Linked DNA regions of Gossypium hirsutum: region 1 is linked to region 2. A link is a contact called in public Hi-C data. All regions are on one chromosome and are shown on one strand. Each heading gives the region's core, a stretch centred on a gene start, on an enhancer-like site or on the middle of the called end of the contact. The rest is flanking DNA. Distances are from core to core; before and after follow the strand shown. Region 1 holds the start of LOC107897585 (serine/threonine-protein phosphatase 5). Region 2 holds the start of LOC107897592.

Region 1 (3,537 bases), core at 638-3,137, 560 kb after region 2:
GTTAACTCTAAATTGAATCTATGGAAATAGGCATCACTATCAAGAACCCTCCTCCAGGTCCTTAAATGAAATCAGCCAAAAAACCATATGTAACTTCTCTATGCATAAATTTCAGTAGACCAATCTTAGACAGGATGATGTAAGAAAGGTGGATCCATCTGCAATGAGTGTATTAATTGCAAAGGAACATGGCAGTATATCTCAGGTAAAACAAGAAATAACATCATAAGGTTTTCTCACTCAAAAGCAAATGTATGCATACATGCAGCTCATAAAATAGAAAACATGATAAGACTGGTAAAGTTATCTCAAATCTAGAGTTACCAAGCACATCTCACCACCCCATACAATCTCTAATACTAGAAGGAGAAATAACTTGTTAATCTCGTCTTAAACAGAAAAAAATATTCTGCACAAGCCCTAGGCATAAAAAGGAAAAGAAAAAGAAAAGAGAGTTTCTGAAAAAATTAAAATTATTTATTAGAAGGGCAAAAACCTGCTACAATTATTAATGAATTAAAAAACATGTAAAAAAGATTCATGAGAAATAATTACAGACAATAGCAACCTCTGAATGAAAGAAGTTAAACAAAGACAATGAAACAAACATCTTTTTGAAATATTACAACCCCAGCACCTGTTGAAAATCCTTTAGTGCTTCCTTAAACTTCCCCATGGCAAGATAAGCTGCACCTCGTCTGTAATAACCCTGTAAGTTAGAGAACCATCAGAACAAGAACAAAAATATATACTGCATAAGAGGCTGAATCACTTCAGTAGATAAAGCATGCCTTTGAATATTTAGGATCCACTTCAATTGCCTTAGTAGCATCCTGTATGGCACTACCATACTCTTCCAATTTGGTGTGAGCAAGTGAGCGATTGGCCCAGTACACTGCATTCTGACTATTTAGCTCTATCGCCTGCGTGTACAAGTCAATAGCCTGACCATATTTGTGTGCTGAATAAAAGAAAATCGAGAGCTTCAGCACAATTGAACACAACGAAATTGCAAACATCACTATCATAATCCTCATACATGCATTTGACTATCTACATTCTGCACTTTCTCTATGCAGAATCAAACACTTTAACCCAATCAATATTCAATAAAACAAAATAAAATTCCGTGACACTAAGATTTACATGCTCATTACATTGGTACCTTTAAATGCTTCATTAGCTTGGTTTTTGATTTCTTCAGCTCGTGAGAGGTTAGAACCTTCATTTTCCATACCGGGCATAACCTTTTTATCAACTTGTTTAAATCAAGTTAAAATGTTAGTGAAAAGCTTATTTTCTTCTCACAAACCTCTGCATCATCCACAACAACATTAAACAAACAACACATTAGCAAGACGACAATGCTTGCATCTTCTGAAACAAGAGCATCCTATGTAGTAACTAACATCCATAACAAAAGTATCAGAAAACCTTCGAAAATAACAATACCTAAAGCACACTTAAGAAATAACAAATCTAAAATTATCATCAAAATTTTAATAAATAAATAAAAAAGCATGCACATACATCTGTAAAAAAAAAGCTAATACAACTTAAAGAAATTATTCATATATTCTATGCTAGGATATTCAAAACTTCATATTCAAAGACAGAAATTTCAAGCATAAGCGAACAATCAAAAGCAAAATAGAAATAAAAGTTAATAGTTATAGGGTTAGAGAAGAATTGAGGGAGACCTAAGTGTAGATTAAGGAGGAAGAAGGAAGGTTACCTGGAAAATAGAAGATAAAAAAAAATCAGCTGTAGTTGAGCTTTGACTGTCGAGCGACAGAAAATGGAGTTTTTATTAGTTTGGCTGAAAGGGAAACCCTAGTTAAAACCAGAACAACTTGTATTTTCTTTTCCAACCTATTTTTTATTTATTATATTTTATTGTATTTCTATTTATGGATTGATTTGATTGTCAAATAAATTTTGTTTTCCCTGCGGAGAGAAATCAGGAAACTTCTATTCCTTTTTAATTATTTTACAGCGCATGGTAAAAAATATTATTAATATATTATTAATATATTTTTTGCTAAGAATGAATTCTATAGAAAGTACGGGAATTCTATCATGACTTATAGTGGAGTATAACTTGTTTAATAGGTTACATTACATGTTAAATTACTTAATTTTTGAAAAATTGTTCTAGGTTTTAAGTAACACTTTTAGCTTTGTTTAACATGTGTTGATGTAAAAAGAAGAGTGTTGTATTAAATAACGCTCAAGTTTAAACTCTCAACGTGATAAATTATTAAAGTTTGTGGACAATTAACTCAAGTATGAATCCTTAAATAACTTTTTTAAATTTAACTAAAGCTTTTAGGTTCAATTGTCGTATACTTTACATAATTTTGTATGAATTGTGAAAAAGTGGAATAAATTTGTTTACAGTCATACAATGACAAGAAGAAAGCAAAAATGCATAGTCACTCTCAAACTCTCTAACAAAAAGGTGGTGTTATGATTAGATGTAATTAAAGTTGAGGCTATTTCTTATTTCTAGACCTTATACACAGTTGATGGACCCCATATTTGTCAGTTTCCTCTTTATGGACATTTTTCGAAGCTTAATGAGCCTATAATTGGGATGTTGGAGTCCAATATTTCTTCTGACGAAATTCAATTGGCTCTTTTTAATATGGCACCCCTAAAGGCTCTTAATTAGATGGATTCCACTCTTAAGTTTTCCAGTCACAATGGCCAGTTACTGTTAGGTCAATCTGTCAGGCTGTTAAAGACGTGTTTAGTAGTTAAACAATTGTTCCTTTATTGAACAAAACCTTGTTGGTTTTGATCCCAAAAATTAATAGTTCAAAGGTTCTATCTTTTTTTCACTCCATTAATCTGTATTTAATGGTTTACTAGATTATTACAAGGGTCATTATTAATAGGTTGAAGTCTATTATGTTACTCTTATTGCCCTAAATTAGACGAGCTTTGTAACTGCCTACAACATTATAGACAATATTCTTTACCTAAGAGGTTATTCACTCGATACGCACTAGTAAAGTGGGAGCAAGATGGATTGTTATCAAAATTGATCTGGAGAAATCTTATGATTGTATCATTTGGGAATTTATAAAATATACACTAGTTGAGGTTGGTTTTCCAATAGGGTTAATTCGTGACATCTCACACTGTATTTTGTCTTCATTGATGCAGATGATTTAATGTTCTTCTATAAGCTAACTTGGAGAAGGCAAATCTTTTGAAATACGCCATTAATCAATTTTATTATTATTCGAGACATCAAGTCAACAACCAAAAGGCGAAGGTTTTTTTTCCCTTAATGAACTATCTACCTTAACTAGTACTCACTTAGGGTACCAACAAATTTCGAATTTGGGCTTCTACCTTGGCTTTTCCCTCTTTCATGATTGAGTGAGAAAGAAAACATAGTAATTTGTGATTGATAAGTCCATAATCGCCTTAATGTATGGGACTCCAAGACTTTGTCAATGGCAGGTATAGTTACACTTGCCAAGTCGGTCTTTATGCTAGTGTTAAACTATTTCATGCAATCAACAC
Region 2 (3,676 bases), core at 11-2,510:
AAGAAAAAAAAGTTAAAATAACATAAAAGAAAAAAATTTAAATTGCTCAAAATGAAAAAAATTATGGGAAACAATTGTATAATTCAATCTAAAATTTTTGCTTAAATGATGATTTAACGTGTCACGTCAACTTATAATTACATTGTTAATGACAATTAACGGCATAATGACAAATGTTACAACATGTTAATGAAAATGAGTAAAATATAACATTTAAAATATAAGTAATTAAAATATAATCTAAAATAAACATAAATTTTGAAAAAAACTAGTAGTTAACTAGATTAGGTGGAAACCCCATTGACATGTTAATGGTTATCCAATGGGTAATGGGTGAGGTTAGAGATGATGATTGAAAAAGTCAAGATGCTTCACTTGTATTAAATTTCCAATACTCTTGGTCTTGGGGCCCATTTTCATTTAAGTTCCACACGTCCTTTTCATCTTTGTGGAAAAGCAAGTGATCTTGAGAAAGTAAAAATAAAGTAATTATTTGGTAAAGAAGAGTTTACTATATGTTTTATTTATTAATTTTAAAGTTTTAAATAAAATTGAAAGATACATAATAAAATTTCAATCTCGTTTATAAGATTAAAATTTTTTATCAATAATTATATAAAATGGATTAAAGTCTGAAATCTTTTGTGAAATTTTGAAGGAAAAAATTGATGGGGTTCATGTAGGAATAAGGCATATTTTCATGCAATTAACTAAAAAGTTAGTCAAGATATAGAAAAAGTATATTATAATCCAAGCTTCTCTCTCTTGAAATGACAAAGAAAGTGAGAATTGCTGACCCATGAAACTACTCTCTTATTTTTTAAATATCTGGAACAAAAAATTCCAATATGGCTCTTTCCATGTTATTTCCTTATTTGTCAACTCAGTTTAAAGAGTAAAAAGGATTCCAATTCATGTTTGGGGGATTTGCAGCCTTCAATTGAATTTAATTTAAAATATAATTAATATCAGTTGAATTCCTTTATTTATTAAAAAAATATGTAAATTCTAATTGTTTACGTTTGAGATTAAGATTTTTTCGTTTTTTCAAGTATGGTATTAAGATAATTAAATTCGGATTATTACATAATTTGAGTTGTTTAAGGACGAGTTTGATTCTATAATAACTTACTCAAATTAAAAAAAAAAAACTAAACTAAACTAAACTAAACTCAAGCAGCTTGCCAACCAAGTTATGCTATGTGGTCAAGGACATCTATCTTGGCCCCCCACCAAGTTAAATTAACTGCCAAAATCCCCCACACCCCAAATCAAGTGATGAATCTTGAAACCTGACTTGAGCATGGCTTTCCTTACTTCTTGTTGGCTTATTATTGAATCTATAGTCATCCCTCCTGGATATTTTCTCAAATGGTTTTATTTGAGCTTCTATATCCACCCTTTTTTTCTTTGTGCTTGCCAAGTTTTTCTGTGTCTCAAATGGCTGAAAAGATGCATTTTAGCTTTGTTGAGTTATCCTTTTAGAGTCATCTACTTTTTGGTTTTTTATGTTGATAAATTTTGTAGATATTGTGTCGTCTATATCTTCTCTTTTATTAGAGCTAAAGAGGTTGATTCAAAACAAGTGTTGATCTTGGAAGCTGCTGATAATATTAGTCAAAATCAGCTCATCAGCTTATGCATTTGTTCAAGCATGCCATCCGATGCATGGAAGACTGAATTTGTAGAGGCTAATGGCTGTGAAGATAACCATGAAATTCTTCCTGGAAGAGAGTCTTCGAATATGGAAGACTGGAGCTTTTATTATCTTCAAAAGGACTTGAGCGCATATGAATGTTCATCTTCCTTCTGCATTTCTCCATCCATGGATGAATCATATTTGAATGAATATTCACCGTTGTTTAGTTCCTTGAGCACACCATTGATGCAAGAATGTTCATTACCAGCTTGCAGCTCTAGTTCTCAAGTTCTGGAGAGGGAGGTAATAACCACAGCAAGAGATGAGGATGAATCAGAAGGTTTTTACAAGAAATATTATGAAAGAATGAGATGGTTTGATATTTTAAACCATGACAGGACTCAGGGAATAAGTGAGTATTTTTCTTTGATTGGTTACTTTTATGTGCAATCTTATTGTACTCATTGATTGGTTACTTTTAGGTGCAATCTTGAACGTGGAAGTGGGGATCCCAAGTTCATTGGAGAACATCAAGGTGAAGGATTTGACAATCCCCTACATATCATGGAGCAAGCAGGATAAAAAGAAGCTTTTGAGAAGTTTACAAAGTGATTTTGAGTTGGTTTATGTGGGTCAATCATGCTTGACATGGGAGGCCCTGCACCATCAATACAGAAAGGTCAAGTTCCTGAGCTTGACCAACTGCTTGTTTGCTGATAATTGGGCAAAGGATTTCCAAAACTTCCAAGTATTGCTAGAAAGATTTTTGGAAGAAGAAAGGTATGTTTATAAGGGAAAGAGAGCTTGGAATTATGTTCAAGCAAGATTAGCTTCCAAGACCCTTCTTCAAGTTCCTAAACTCACAGGTATTTCTTTTAATAGTTAATCTTCATTTCTATTATTATACAGTATGGGATTAACAATACTAGCTAACAGATTATAAACACAACACAAAAAATATATATAACTAAAATATTACACAAAAAAATAACACAAATATGCATTAATATATAAGGATGTTTAAACATATTAGTATTAAATTCTAACTTGACTTTTCAACTTGGAAAGAGAAAGACTGTGCTTACTGATATGGCCTTAGAGAAATGTATTAAAATGAAAGTCCACGAAGGTACTTATCAGCCATAGAAAAATGCAGTTTAAATATAATATTAAGATCATTTATATTTGCATAAGTTTAGTACGACATGATCTGAGATATGGATCTTATTATTTATTTTTAACAAGATTGAGATGCAAAGTTTAACAGCTTCATTGGAAAGATTATGTCTCTTCTATATAATTAAGAAATTTAGCCTCAATCTGATCATTCTTACAGGGTTTTTGGAGGAAGAAAAAGATGGGAATAAAGGGGAAACAGTGGATGCAAAAGCGGTGTTGAAGGCAATAGAGAAATGTATAAATGCTTTTGGAAAATTTATAACCACTGACAGGACTAAGAGTTGGTGGAAATTCAAGACTTCATTATGGACTTATCCTCCAATGGAGGATCCAAGAGATTTACATCTGCTGGCTGACCTAACCACTACACTTGCAAAGGTAAAGAAGTATTCAGGGACGGAATTCTTTGCGGTTAGAACTGTTCATAAGTGGACAAATACTGTATGGACCTTCACACTTAGGTTGATAACCCAATCCATAGATGGGTATAGTGACATGTTGGTTAGGAGGAAAACTAAGGACTGCATATTTAGAAGAGTTCAAAAAGTGGAATGATGATATGAAATAATGATTATATTTTCATGTTTGAAGCAGAAGGAACTATGGTTGAAAGATTTACAAGGGAAACGAAAGTGCTGGTTTAACAAAGTTGTGAAACCTATGGAAGAGTCCCAGAAAGAGACAATGGTGTTTGCAATGATAGAGATGCAGTTGATATCGAGAGTATTGCAGATGTCAATTGTATCCACTTCTCAACTCAATTGGTGCCAACAAAAGCTAAACAACATTCAATTTAAAAGAGGGAGGCTTTTCAGGACTGCCACTGGCCCTCTTTTCCCATCCTCTTGATTTGCAGCT

Evidence for each region. A called contact is a pair of places that touch in the nucleus more often than the background predicts.
Region 1: a Hi-C map of seedling shows a contact between it and region 2, with 2.2 times the contacts expected there. The contact joins the promoter of LOC107897585 here to the promoter of LOC107897592 in region 2. A contact is called at or near these places in 13 of 34 Hi-C or Micro-C datasets (anther, callus, hypocotyl and 2 more).

What each region holds. Positions count from the first base shown.
Region 1 is chrA10:20,983,141-20,986,677 of Gossypium_hirsutum_v2.1, forward strand. LOC107897585 (serine/threonine-protein phosphatase 5) reads right to left here and starts at 1,888. Exons shown (of 14, transcript XM_016823082.2): 1 at 1,736-1,888; 2 at 1,166-1,314; 3 at 792-961; 4 at 638-709. The coding sequence starts at 1,244.
Region 2 is chrA10:20,428,755-20,432,430 of Gossypium_hirsutum_v2.1, forward strand. It overlaps LOC107897592, which reads left to right and starts at 1,261. Exons shown (of 4, transcript XM_041078956.1): 1 at 1,261-2,051; 2 at 2,122-2,505; 3 at 2,976-3,196; 4 at 3,413-3,676. The coding sequence starts at 1,304. The coding sequence ends at 3,667.